Linked DNA regions of Sus scrofa: regions 1 and 3 are each linked to region 2. A link is a contact called in public Hi-C data. All regions are on one chromosome and are shown on one strand. The core of a region is the stretch at or near the end of the contact, and the rest is flanking DNA. Distances in the headings are between cores, read along the strand shown. Region 1 overlaps LOC102167290 (a long non-coding RNA gene). Region 2 holds the start of BMP4 (bone morphogenetic protein 4). Region 3 holds the start of CNIH1 (cornichon homolog (Drosophila)).

Region 1 (4,620 bases), core at 1,251-3,750, 330 kb before region 2:
GAAGCAACCCTCAAGGGAAGGGGCACTTTTGCTCGATGAGATGCCTCTGAGCCAACTTTCCACTGTAGACTCAACCTCAGGAGGAAGCAGCTAGCTACCTACAGCAGCCGAGGAAAGCAGGTCACCTTTTCCGACAATGCTATTTGAACATGTTTGAAACAGGGAGAAATCCCTTGCTGATTTTGGTGGGGCTCCTGCTTTGGAGAACTCAATGTGCTGATCATTATCTGGACATCTGGTGATGGTGGGAGTACTTGAGGGGGCAGTTACAGAATCCATCCCTCCTAGATTCCACAGTAACACTGACACCACACTCTTAGGAGATGGATTCTGCAATAATAGCACTTGGCAGCCTTGCTGCTAGCTTAAAAAACTTCGGCCCACAAAATTCTCCGCAAGCTTTCTTTTCACAGAAGGAGCAAACTGCAAATAAAACAAAAGAAGTATGTGTTCTTTGGGTCATGTTGTCACTTTGAATTAGACGGTGTATCTGTAGACCCCCTCCATTATGGCCCAGACATTTAGGCCCATTGGCTTGGATCTGTGCTTATATATCCATTTCAACAGGTTGTGAAAGAAAAGTTATGTTTCATCTACCCGTTGAGGGGAGTGGGGTAAGACCGGGTTGGTTTAGCTAGCTAAATCTGGTGTTAGGGTGTCAGTGGTTAATGGTTCTAGGTAGCTGTGCCTAGAGAAAAATGTGTTTCAATGGCACAGGCTACCCTCTTACAAAGATGGTCATTGTTTGGAGAGTGGAGGAATGGTGTGAGTGACTCAGGACAGTTCATTAAGACTAGAGAAGAATGGAGTATAAATCTGCAAAAATACTGAATCACTATACTATGCATCTGAAACGAACACAATATTGTAAATCAAATATACTTCAATTTAAAAAAGGACTGCAGGAGTTCCCGTCGTGGCGCAGTGGTTAACGAATCCGACTAGGAACCATGAGGTTGCGGGTTCGGTCCCTGCCCTTGCTCAGTGCGTTAACGATCTGGCGTTGCTGTGAGCTGTGGTGTGGGTTGCAGACGTGGCTCGGATCCAGCGTTGCTGTGTCTCTGGCATAGGCTGGTGACTACAGCTCCGATTCGACCCCTAGCCCGGGAACCTCCATATGCCGTGGGAGCAGCCCAAAGAAATAGCAAAAAGACCAAAAAAAAAAAAAAAAAAAAAAAAAAAAACCAACAAAAAACAAAACAAAACAAAAAAAGGACTGCAAATGCAACAAAATTATGCATTTCAACTTAATTAAAAAAACTGTAAAGGTGATGGCTGGAGCAGGTGCTATTGTTAGAAATCAGTTTGTGAGGCTAAGGGCCAATACCTTGAATCACTTGTTGTTTCATAGAATACTATCCTTTTCATAATTATCTGTATACTCATTAAGTGTTTGTTAATTATACCAACTTTATAGTCATACTCAGCATAACATTTTGATATGGTCATGTCCCAGTGAAATTAGTTTTGCCTTGATGTAGTCATTTTGGTGACATGCCTCTGTCCTGTAACTGAAGAGAGTGCTCAGTGCCTTCGTTTGTGCAGTAATATTAGCTGGGCAAAGCAAGTAGCTGCTTTCTAAGGTTATCATGTGTAATTCCTTTTTCCAGTTCAAGAACATATCTTGTTTTAAACAACTTTTTTGAAAGGCAGCCAAAGAAAAGGTTGGCTCAGATATGCCCTTACCAACCTTGTTTACAGGATATAGTGTTCCACCTCTTGGAGGAAGATGATAAAGGAAAGCTGGCTTTGGGAGGTGTGTAGGAATATTTGTTCATGTATTTAAATTCCACATGTGAGTGGAAAACCCAGGGAGAAAGATGAAAATGGAGAAACATTACAATAGGATTATTGATTACTGTCTTATATTCAGTTACAGGTTAAAGTCCTAATCGTTGTTTGCAAAAAGAGGACATTGGTAAGCGCTATCTAACAGAGGACTTCTGATGGAATGAAGTTGAGGCAAGGGCATGAAAAATGACATGAAAAAGATTTGCAGGACTTCTAGTTTCTTCCTTGATCACGCTTATCAAATATACAGGCACACAATAAAATCGTCTTTGAAGGCCAGTTTCTCAAGGGAGGCAGAGTTGTTTGTGATTCAGCCGATCATACGTTAACTTTGGGGGCACTCACCTCGAGAAACACAGGAAGCTTAATTCCCTGCCAAAACCAGGAACTCCCTGAAACAACTCGAAACTTCCCCGAAAGCTGTGCACTCAGCCTTGTGTCAGAAACAAACAAAAAACAAATCCAAAGACTACGGAAACCTGTTCGTTAAGCGGCGAGGGGAAATGCCCTCAGCCAGGCAGTCTAAACACAGGAATGTGTGGCAGGAGATCAGATCCACGGTCGGAAGGGGAGAAGAGGCCGATAAAGCTGCAGAGAAAGCAGCGGTAGTCACAGAAATTGGTTTCAGAGGTAAAGTGAGGAGGGCCAGGATGTTTACGATAGGATCACATTGTGCCGCTAAATCCTGGCACACAGCACACCACAGGAGCTGTGACTGAGAGGCGCCTCGCCTGCGCATGCGCAGATGTGGAGCCTACCAAGTTAGGCTGAGGTGCAAAATGAAACGCATTCTCATTGAATGTGAAGCAGCCTTCCTTGTTCTCATCAGGGCGTTTCACCTCTGGAATCAGGGCCAACATGGTGGTTGGATAACTAGGGTTATGGATGATCCACATTTTGAACTCAATACTCAAGACATACCAGGCTCATTTCCAGATGTTAATAGGGAGATCATGATTTTATATGGCATTACTTATCCTTTCATCAAATGTAGGTGTACTTCACTTAGCTTCAAGGCAAGATCCTTTCATGCTTCTCTTTCTCCTCTTGGTTTCTTGAAAGTGTAACCTTTCTGGGGGAAAATGGCAGCTTTGAACATTTCCTGTGCGTTGATGAGTTTCTAGGATGTCAGTTTCTGGCCCCCATTTCTCTGTGCCCATAGTGATAAGAGGCAAACACTGGGGCGTCTCCACATGCGCCGAAGCTGCGGTGTGAGCATGCCTTGCTCCTCTGGGCAGCTGAACATTTGAGAATCTCCCTTCATCACTTCTGATTCCGCCTGTGGAGGATACAGATAATGAAACACCACACAGGGGGTTCACTCGAAGCTAAAATGTATTTGAGGATATTCTGAAGCTTGTTTTTGGCTAATCTAAGTGCACTGCTGCTAACGGGGAAGTGTTCAGGTGTCCACATGTGGAAGCCGAACATTGCTGCTGAGTGGGAATTGTCAGTAAGTGGAAATCGGTGGCGGAATACCTTAGCCTTTCTTCTTGTTCAACATTAATCTCAGCACCACGTTTATAGGCTGATTCCAGATGTGCTTGACTCTAAGGCTCAGTTTTCAGAGGTGACAGGTGGTGTATTTGCCTCAGCAGAAAGAAGGTCAAATTGTATTATAGATCTCAGGGCAAATGTCTGACGATCCCAGGGGAATGCCTGACAGCTCATTTGGCAGCAATCTGGCCCAGAGGCTGGAGGAGAGAGCTCACCCCTGGGAGCAGGGAGCGATGTTCTCCACGCCTGCGATAGAGGGCGCAGCGTGAAAGGAAAGAACGCCATTGGGGAGGTGAAATACGAGCTTTTAACTTGGTGTCCCCGAGGTCATTCCTCTCCGTGCACCACTCTAAGCTGCTGGCTGGCCCTTGGTTGTTGTTACTCTGCAGCCATGGTATTTGGTGAGCTCTGTTTTTAGGAACACTTAATTGGTTTGACCTGCCCTACTACTTCTTACATGAGGGGGAGCATTCCAGGAATAGAGCTCCAGACTCGTGCCTCTCAAACCGAGAAATGTACAGACCTCTTTTAAAGGGACAACATTGTCTACGTGCATCCCTGGTGTTGACTTCCACCCTTTCTATCATTATACTCTATATACATGTAAAGTTGGATATGCTTACAAAATCAATACTATTCAAAAAATTAATCAAATAGTGTGGATGGTGTCATTTTGCTAAAGCCCACATCTCTTATTCACAGTAGAAATACCAACTTGAGATCCAGTCCTGTATTTAATTTGTCTTTTTAACTTCAGTGATGCTAGTTCAGAGAATTTCTGTACATGCAAGTGAGTTGTAGGAAAAGATTCGTAACTTCAAGGCTTTGTTAGTTTAGGAAAGTCAGGCTCCATATTAAAAATAAGATTTATTAGAGTACCCTTTGTGCCTCAGTGGTAATGAACCCGACTAATATCCATGAGGATGTGGGTTCGACCCCTATCCTCGCTCAGTGGGTTAAGGATCTGGCGTTGCAGTGAGCTGTGGTGTAGGTCGCAGATGCCGCTCAGATCGGGTGTTGCTGTGGCTGTGGTGTAGATGGGCAGCTGTAGCGGTGATTAGACCCCTAGCCTATGAATCTCCATATGCCACAGCTGCCCTAAATCAAAAAAAAAAAAAGATATACTGAAAATAAAATTTCAAACACCAATTTTAATGAGGCATCAGTTAATTGTGAGGTGTTTTCTGTGCTAAAGAATAAGACTAACATTACAGTGTGTTGAAATCTGTATCAAATATGTGTCTAGTTCAATGTTGAAATTGGGACTAGAAATCTTCATGCATCATTTGCTATTATGGTAACAAAGTGGTGCAGATAGTTATGTGCAAAGGC
Region 2 (4,720 bases), core at 2,137-4,636:
GGGCCTGCGAGGCGAGGCCCCGGCGGCTGGATGGGAGGATGTGGGCGGGGCTCCCATCCCAGAAAGAGAGACCAGCGAGGGAGGAGGGAAGAAGGGAGGGGCTGCTGGAGAAGAAGAGGAGGAGGAAGGAAAGAAAGAAAGGGAGAGGGAAAGAGGAGGAAGAAGATGCAAGAGGGCAGAGGAGGAGGGAGGGAGGTAAAGGGAGTGGAGCTCTGCCCGGAAGCTAGGTGAGTTAGGCATCCCAGCCGAGGGAAGGGAGCCTGCCACACTGCTGCTGATCCCGGCTGTCTCGCCTTTCTCCCTGATGGGATTCCCGTCGGCGCCTTCTCGAGCCTGCTGCGCCCCAGTTCCCGGCCCTCGCCCAGGTTCACTGCAGCCGTTCAGAGGTCTCCAGGAACTGCAACTGGGGAGCCCGCTACCGCAGGGACCTATGGTGAGCAAAGCTACCTGGCAAGGGGCTGAGGCGCATCCTTGGGAGGGGGGAGAGGGTGGCTCTGGCTGTGGCAAAAGGTGGCCCCCTTTTTCCCTTCCTAGCGGTGTTGCTAGAGGTAGGGATGCTGGCGCTGAGAGACATTTCCGTATATGCTACAGCCTCTACCCGGACCACTTTTCCCGTCCGGTGGCCCGGGGCGATTACCACCTTTGGTAGGTTCATGGCAGGAGAGAAGGGGAGAATAGAAGCCTTTAGTTGGAGATCGTTGGGAAAGACTGTGGGGTCTTGAGCGGAACACGTCGCCCTTGGACTAGCTTTGGCAATCCCAGGACGGAAAGGGCCGGGAGCGAAGGGGGAGTGACGGCTCTGAGATCCAGAGAGAGTGAGGGGGCTGATGGGCGGCGAGAGTACACCTAACTAAGGCTGGTTCTGCAGTGGGGAGCGCAGTTCTGCTTCTGGGGCGTGCGTGCGCTGCAGGAGGGGCTGCGTCTAGGGGAGTGTCACCCGACCCGGCACTCAGCCGGCGAAAACCCCTGAGAGCTGGCGAACTGCCGCTGCCCGACGCTTCTTCTCCATGAGCTATTTATTATCTTGGACTTGGCGGCATCCAAGGAGCCTCTCCTCTATCATTTCACCGGGTAGTGGCTGTAGGGAGGCCAGGATGCTAGCTGCTCTGGGTACGCGGCTTCTTGAGGTGTCGTGTCCTTTGGGGAGGCACTGGGGAGATGCGTCGTGGACTCGTGGCTCTTACTGACCCTCCCGGCCCCAAAACCAACTCGAAAGGGTACCGGGATTCACGAATCTTTGCGGACCCATCCCCATGGCCTCAGACGCTTCCCGGGCACCGATTTCGTGGTAGGTTTCTGAGGATCGCGTTTTGTGAGCTCAAGGCTTTTTGAGATGTTAAAACCCCGAAAAACAGATTCGGTAAACTGAGGTCACCTCTGAACAAATTTTGGCGTTGGGAGAAAACTCGTAGGGAAGTGAAGGACAGTCGCCATGAGTTGCATCTCCACCCCTCAAAAAAAAAAAAAAAAAAAAAAAGAAAGAAAGAGAGAGAAAGAAAAAAGCTGGAGACGAAAGTGCTTTTCAGCTTTTTTTTTAATTAAAAAAAAATGTGATTAGAGACGAATCCTATTGAGTCCGAAATTGAAACAACCCGCTCTTCCCTCGCCTCTGAGTTTTAGCGCAGCGCGCTCCCGCCGTAGCCCTGGGATTTCTAGGGTCGGAGGATTGTCCAGGAACTGCGGGCGCCCGCCCCTTCCACTGTCCTTCGCCCGCGGGGAGCTGCCCTTCTCTGCTTCTCCCATCTCTGGAGCTTTCCCCCCCACCCCGGTGCATTTTAAGGGTTCCAGGCGTCTCAACGAAACTCTTTGCTCTTCCCACCCGTTCGCAGTCAGCCTCAGCGGTGGCGCGGTAGCGGGAAAACTTAAAGGCGCTCAAAAGGCGGCAGCTCTGGGCGGGCAAGGATCGTCGCGCAGGGGCGCCCGCGCACACCCAGGCCAGCGACGGGTAGGGCCGCGCGGGACAACCGCGGCCGGGAGGGAGGGCTAAGCGTTTGATCCTTCACACTTCTTCCAGGCCCTCCTGCAAGTGCCCCCAAGATAAAACCGAGTTTTGCTGGGTGAGGCCGGGAACCTGAGCCTTCGAGCTCTGAATAGACCCAAGGCAGAAACTGGGAACAGGCTTAGGAAAGGGCGGCAGGGTACAGTGTGCTGTGCAGCCGGGATCGCGCGACTGTGACCCCTGCGCAGGCCGGGCAGATTCAGTTTCGAGGGTCACGGTTTCGGAAAGGACCCTGTATTGAGTGATCCACGCATGCAGCATCTTTGGATAGAGTCGGGATATCACAGTAATACCTTGAGCGGTGGGTTGGTAAAATTCTTGAAGCATTTGCTGAGATTCTGAAGCTGGTGCAAAGGAGGAAGGGGGGGGAGGAAGTGGCGGGAGAGGAGTAGTGGTTTAAAAAAGACGAGCTGGGGTGGGGGTGGGGGGAAAGACAGACGCAGAGATCGAGCGTAGGCCGAAAGCTGTTCACGGTTTTCTGGACTCCTGGGAACCCATTGTGATTTCCTTTCTGCCCTGGCTCGGGAGTTGTAAAACCTCTGAGACTTGGAGACCTGAAACAAGTGTTGAGCCCTTCCGAGGAGACGCCTCTCTTTTGAGTCCGCCCCTCCGCCTTTAAGGGCCTCAGGACCGCTTTCTTTGGGGATTTACTTTGCTCGGTGGGCACGCCGTGGTGTGGAGATTCTCTCCGTAAAGGAACCGGAGGAAAGAGCCCAGCGGCCATTCCCTTACCACGTTCCCACACTGGTCACCGCCTGACCATCTACCCCTCCGACCACTTATGACAGGTCCTCAGCTTTTGGTCGGGAGCTAAAGAGGCTGCTCAATTCCTCTAAACACTCGCAGAAGTTCGCCAGGGGGTGACTGTAGCTGGGAGCAATTTTTGGCCTCTCGGAGATCCTGGGGAGAAAGAGGGGTGGGTGCGCGCGGCACGTGTATATCTGTCTTTCAGTGCTTTTCTTTTTAAACGACCCTGGGTGGTGCGGCTTTCAGCTGCTGAGACTCCGCCGCCCCCAAATCCCGGCCCAACTTGAGCCAGGCTCACACTGAAAGGCGAAGCCCCTACCGTGCTCCCCAGATCCTCTCGCCTAAGGCAGCTGGCGGGAGGGATCAGGCCGACACGACGGAGGCTGCAGGTAGAGGCGAGGACCACGTCCTCCGCCAGCTGCACCCGGGGACCAGCTGAGGACTCGGCCGGGAGCTCCTCCCGGACGCTGGTGGTTGGGGCAGCAGGCGGGGAGGCTGGCCTCTCAGAGAGGGGGCGGGGCGGAGATGGGGCGGGTCCACTGCGGGGAAGGCGGACGCTTCGGTGCGCGGGGCGGAGTCTTTGCATTCACGTGACTCAGAGGGGCTGGAAGAAAAACAGAGTCAGCCTGCGCCAGTCTCATTATATTCAAATATTCATTTTAGGAGCCATTCTGTAGTGCCATCCAGAGCAACGCACTGCCGCAGCTCCTCTGAGCCTTTCCAGCAAGTTTGTTCAAGATTGGCTGTCAAGAATCATGGACTGTTATTATATGCCTTGTTTTCTGTCAGTGAGTAGACACCTCTTCCTTCCCTCTTCCCGGGAATTCACTCTGCCCTCCCCACCCGTGCTCGCCTTGTGTCCCTCCCGTCGGACCTGCCTTCCAGAGTCCACACTCCGCTTTCTGGCAGCGCTGTCGCTTTCTTCTTGGCGCCGCAGCCGCTGCGCTCTGAGCGTACCGGTTCTATTTAAAGTGCTGCTTGCTCCACTCTCTTCCTGATCTGTGCGTTGCAAGGAAGGAGAGCGAAAGGGGGCAAAAAAGAAAAGTCCGCAGCCAGGGGTGCTTACCATCCCCTTCTCCCACTTGACTGCGGATCACCCAGTGCCCCCGTGGCATATTCCCAGCTGCTTGTCAAACTCAGACGTCGCTCTTGGAATCATCCCCCCCACACACCCTTCTCTGGGAGTGAGTGAGCGGGCTCAATCAAACGCTTTTTGCTGGGCATTTCAAATTCATCAGCCCCCGTAAAATAAACCTTCCAGACCCAGCCGCCGGGTGTCTTCGCCCTGCCCCTGCTTCTCTGTTTTCCCTCCCTCCTGCTCCGAACCAGCTGGAAGTTGTGGAAGTCGGCTCGGAGGGCGGAGGAAGAAGGGGGGTGGAGGAAGGGGGGGGAGAGACTGAAGGTCTGAAGTGGAGAGTAGAGAGATGGTATTTTAATTCTCCCTCCCCCATCCTTTTTTACCTCCTCAATGTTAACTGTTTATCCTTGAAAAAGCCAAGCTGAGATCATGGCTCAGATAGCAGTTGGGACAAAAAAAGATTAACAGGATGGAGGCTATCTGATTTGGGGTTATTTGACTGTAAACAAGTTAGACCAAGTAATTACAGGGCAATTCCTACTTTCAGGCCGCGCATGGCTGCAGCTGGTGGTGGGGTGTGTGTGAGGGGGAAGACACAAACTTGATCTTTCTGACCTGTTTTACATCTTGACCCTCTCTGTCTAGCCCTGTATGAGTTTGCTGAGACATCTCTATTTTTCTCTAGTTATTGGTGTTTATTTATTCTTTAACCTTCCACCTCCTCCCCCTCCCTAGAGACACCATGATTCCTGGTAACCGAATGCTGATGGTCGTTTTATTATGCCAAGTCCTGCTAGGAGGCGCGAGCCATGCTAGTTTGATACCTGAGACGGGGAAGAAAAAAGTCGCCGAGATTCAGGGCCACGCGGGAGGACGCCGCTCAGGGCAGAGCCATG
Region 3 (4,238 bases), core at 880-3,379, 410 kb before region 2:
TCATTAATCAGGGTCATTCTGTATCACTGGGCAGATTATGCACACTGCAAGGGCTGACTGGCCAAGGAGGTTAGTGGGGAGGAGGCAGTGAAGTATTATCTGCATTCTTGTGTCCTGGTGCAGAGCTCTGTTTATCTGGAGAGATACTTTTGTAATTTGTATAAAGTTGCCCATAATTTTGAAGGTATAGACCTGTGCTATCTAAGCCAGTAGCCACTAGCCACATGTAGCTCTATAAATTTTAATTGATTGAAAAAAAGAGTAGCCAAAAAAAAAAAAAAAAAAAAAAGGCAGAAAAAAAGCTGCACTTGCAATGCAGCAGCTAATACTACTGAGTTCAGTTCCTCAGTCATACTAACCACATTACAAGAGCTCAATAGCCACATGTGACTTTTGGCTACTATACTGAACAGTGCTGATAAAAAAATATTTCCACTATTGGAGTTCCCGTCGTGGCTCAGTGGTTAATGAATCTGACTAGGAACCATGAGGTTGCGGGTTCGATCCCTGGCCTTACTCAGTGGGTTAAAGATACTGTGTTGCCGTGAGCTGTGGTGTAGGTTGCAGACGTGGCTCGGATCCTGCGTTGTTGTGTCTCTGGCGTAGCCCGGGGGCTACAGCTCCGATTCGACCCCTAGCCTGGGAACCTCCATGTGCCACAGGAGCAGCCCAGGAAATAGCAGAAAGACTAAAAAAAAAAAAAAAAAAAAAAAAAAAAAAGGAAAATTTCCACTATTGCAGAAAGTTCTGTTGGACAGTCCTGGAAAGACTCTGCTTCTAAACCATTTTCTACACAATTTGCTGGTGTGAGAGATCTTTAATGCAAAGCCATTAAAGATCTTGCTTAAAAACCTTCACTGATTTCCGCTTCCATCAGCTACAATCATTTAGCAGGTGGTGAGTCAATTTTGTGGGTCACAAAGAACATTAAAAACAACACAGCAAAAAAGGATGGGGGGCAAGTACTCATGGATCCTTAGCATTGTTTTGTGAAAAAAAAAATTTTTTTTTTCATCTTTTTAGTGTCGCCCCCTAGGCATATGGAAGTTCCCAGGTTAGGGGTCGAATTGGAGCTGCAGCTGTCGGCCCACACCACAGTCACGGCAATGCAGGATCCAAGCGACATCAGCTCACGGTAACGATGGATCCTGCCAGGGATCCAGCCTGCATCCTCATGGATACTAGTCAGGTTCTTAACACACTGAGCCACAATGGGAACTCCTGTCTTGTGAAATTTTTGATTGTTAAATATCTATTTCTTTGTCTTGATATCCAGATGCCCATCTCTCTATAATTCAATGTGTAGGTCATGTTCTGCTGTGTTGCAATGAAAAAGTCTAATTGCGAATGGTGAGTAAAACAGATTGAAAAACATGGGCTTATGGGATATGAAGTCTGAGCTCCTTAACCAGGCATTTAAGCAAAGCCCTCTATGATCTAAACCTTTGATGACTCCTGGAGTCTAACACTCCACACTGCCTTGGCGGTTTCACCTAAGACCTGAACTTTTTTCTTCTTCATCTCTGTGCATATGCTCATATTAAACCTTCTTCTTGGACAGCTGATCCTACCTATCTTTGCCTGGACAACTTCTGCTCAGCTTGGGAAATTTCTACTTCATGGATCTTTCCCTGAACATTCCAGGGTGGGCTGGGTAGCCTTTTCAAACCTTTCATAACATGCTGCCGACTTCCGTTAACAGGGTTATAATTCTGTAATGACTTATTATTTATGTATTAATTTCTGGCACTATGCTAACTTCTTTCAGTGCAAGTATTATTTTACTCATCTTTGTATCTCAGAGAAGGACAGTACCTGGGAAATATTAGGCACTCTTGTGAAGAAATACTTGTTCAAAGAATAAACGAGCGAAGTAGTCCAAAGAAATCAACTCGCTATATTTTAATCTTTTAGGGTTGGGGTTAGGGTTAGGGTTAGGTGGACCCTGTCTAACACTGTGCAAGGCCGACTCCGGCCATCGGAGGGCGCCTTCCTCCGAAGCTGGTGCGCAAGCGCACTAGGAGGGCGGGCGCCGCGGCGGTGGCGGCGGCAGCGGCGGCGGCGGTGAGGGCTGTGGCCGCGGGAAGTGAATGGTTTTACCCAGAGGGCCCTGCGCCGCTTTTCTCCGCTGGCGCCGGCGCTGCTCCCTGCTCCTCCCCGGCCATGGCGTTCACGTTCGCGGCCTTCTGTTACATGCTGGCGCTGCTGCTTACTGCAGCGCTCATCTTCTTCGCCATTTGGCACGTGAGTAGCCAGTGCCGGGGGAAGGGGGCGGGGTGGCGGCGCAGGCTCTTCTCGCTCCGGGCCCGTGGTCGGGGCGGCCACGGCCCCCGGAGGTCCGCACGGCTGGGGATGGGGCCAGGCCGGGGCGGTACAGGCCGCGCGCGCAGGGGTCTGCGCGCCCTCCGTCCGCGGGCCGGGGGCTCCAGGTCCAGGAGGAGCCGAGGCCTCTGTTGTTTGGCTGGCTGCCTGCGCCCTCTGTGTCCCAGCGCAGGCCTCGCGCGCCGTTACTCCTTCCCCGCCGGGTGGGGCAGCCGCGGTCCCTACGGGCCCTGCGGGACAGTGCTTTGCTGGCCGGCTCGGCATCCCTGCTTTCCCACATCTCTCGGGAGAATGTCAAGAGCGCGGAGAGGCGTGCTACGTATTTAGAGGGGATGAAGCTTGCCGAATTATTGTTATTTAATGCCGGTTGCCTTTGTTTTCGGGAATTCACGGGAGTATGGCCCAAGTGAGATACTTACAACCCACTTTAGATAAATTTCGAACTCTCCTTGTCAGCACTTGGGTGCTCTTCCAGCAAAACATCCCCTCTCTCCGCCCCCAGATTCTTGTTTCCTGGTGAACTTGGATGGAGGTTGAATTGATCACTTTGTTCTCTGCATCACCGAACTTTCCCCCTAAATCATACTTTGACAGTTTCTCGAAAGACCTTTTTCCTAGCCACTTCTGTATTCGGAGTAACTTGATTTAGTAGAGGTAGTTTTAATTTGATTTTGAAAACGTTCAGAAACCGTAAGCTTCTCTAGGACTTTTGTTTTATTTATTTTTTAAACTCACGTTATGTTGCAGGACAGAAATGCAACCTTACTGGGAACAAGTAAATTCCCTGTGAAATAGTTCTACAATAAATGTTTAAGGGATCCTGTTTCTCTAACGCAAAGTTAGAAGTAACCTTTTGGAAATCATTCATTAAAAAATGTATCTTACGGGGGAAAAATATAATTGTAATGTATACATGTAAGGATAACCTGACCCCCTTGCTGTACAGTGGGAAAAAAAAAATGTATCTTACATTTGTTCTGCCCTCCATATTCTACTACTTTCTGGAATATTGGTCTTAATTTGAATGATTGAGCATGTTCACGCTCATGAACATTTTAAGTCAGGTTTCATCATGCCCATAACAAGGATTTGTTAATGGAACATAGGCAGAGTGATTTAAATGACAGCAGCATCTTGTGCAAAAAAAAACACTCAAATCCATTCCCTTTTGCTAAAGAGTATGATTACATTTATAATTATTTAAAACTGCACTGTTTGTGTGGTGGGGAATGCTTATGTGGGCTGTTAAGTAACTGCTCCCTCAAAATGCTTGTCAGTAGGAACTAATAACTTGAGCATTTTAGGCTCTTCTTTGGTGGAATAAAGACAATAAGATAATTGGGGATGCAAACTAGCTCTGCCTTAATAAGCCTCTGATGAAACTGAAATGTGTGGTTCCTTGCCGTCTGTAGATGAGGATGTAATACTTCTTACTTGATGGGTACTCTTTGTTTTTGGAGCTGATGGGGATTCTTAAGAGTCATGAATGGCTTACATTTTGAAGTAGGTTGTGTTTGGCTTAAGGAAAACCTGAACTGCATTTTTTAAAAAAGGGGTTATTTAGTTTCATCTTTGAAGTGAATGTGTGTCTGAGTGAAGTAGGTAATTTTAAGCCCTATTAGAGTTAAAATTTTCTTCAGGGATGAGTGGAGAGCTTTTATCCTTAGGGATTTCTCAGTTCAGAGGATTATGCATCCTTTGGGAACAAATGGAAAATTCTAAATAAAGATATAGCTTCAATTTTTCTATTAACTATGTAATCTTCAGTTTATTTTCTTAGGTAGTTTAAGTATCTGTCAGAAGACTCATTTGGAAATTTCAAGTATAATTTAAAAAAAAAAATCCCCTTTAAGGAGTTCCCACTGTGGTATATTGGGATTGGTGGTGTCTCTGCAGTGCCAGGATGCATGTTCAAT

Evidence for each region. A called contact is a pair of places that touch in the nucleus more often than the background predicts.
Region 1: a Hi-C map of subcutaneous adipose tissue shows a contact between it and region 2, with 1.6 times the contacts expected there. The contact joins the enhancer-like site here to the promoter of BMP4 in region 2. A contact is called at or near these places in 6 of 47 Hi-C or Micro-C datasets (brain, embryonic fibroblasts, fetal heart ventricle and 3 more) and 1 of 2 datasets of contacts at active chromatin or transcription factors (skeletal muscle).
Region 3: a Hi-C map of liver shows a contact between it and region 2, with 4 times the contacts expected there. The contact joins the promoter of CNIH1 here to the promoter of BMP4 in region 2. A contact is called at or near these places in 1 of 5 promoter capture datasets (liver) and 1 of 47 Hi-C or Micro-C datasets (liver).

Annotation. Positions count from the first base shown.
Region 1 is chr1:183,743,906-183,748,525 of Sscrofa11.1, reverse strand. The region is part of intron 3 of LOC102167290 (a long non-coding RNA gene); the gene reads left to right. Among named protein-coding and RNA genes, the nearest start is that of CDKN3, 47 kb to the left of the region's middle. Within about 2 kb of position 2,500, at least 44 of the 83 cell types and tissues checked have an H3K27ac peak or open chromatin away from gene starts, as enhancers often do. A contact at or near this core is called in brain, omental adipose tissue, skeletal muscle and 1 more, where this site is marked.
Region 2 is chr1:183,418,284-183,423,003 of Sscrofa11.1, reverse strand. BMP4 (bone morphogenetic protein 4) reads left to right here and starts at 3,386. Exons shown (of 3, transcript NM_001101031.2): 1 at 3,386-3,534; 2 at 4,560-4,720. The coding sequence starts at 4,567.
Region 3 is chr1:183,826,997-183,831,234 of Sscrofa11.1, reverse strand. It overlaps CNIH1 (cornichon homolog (Drosophila)), which reads left to right and starts at 2,129. Exons shown (of 5, transcript NM_001243525.1): 1 at 2,129-2,244. The coding sequence starts at 2,164.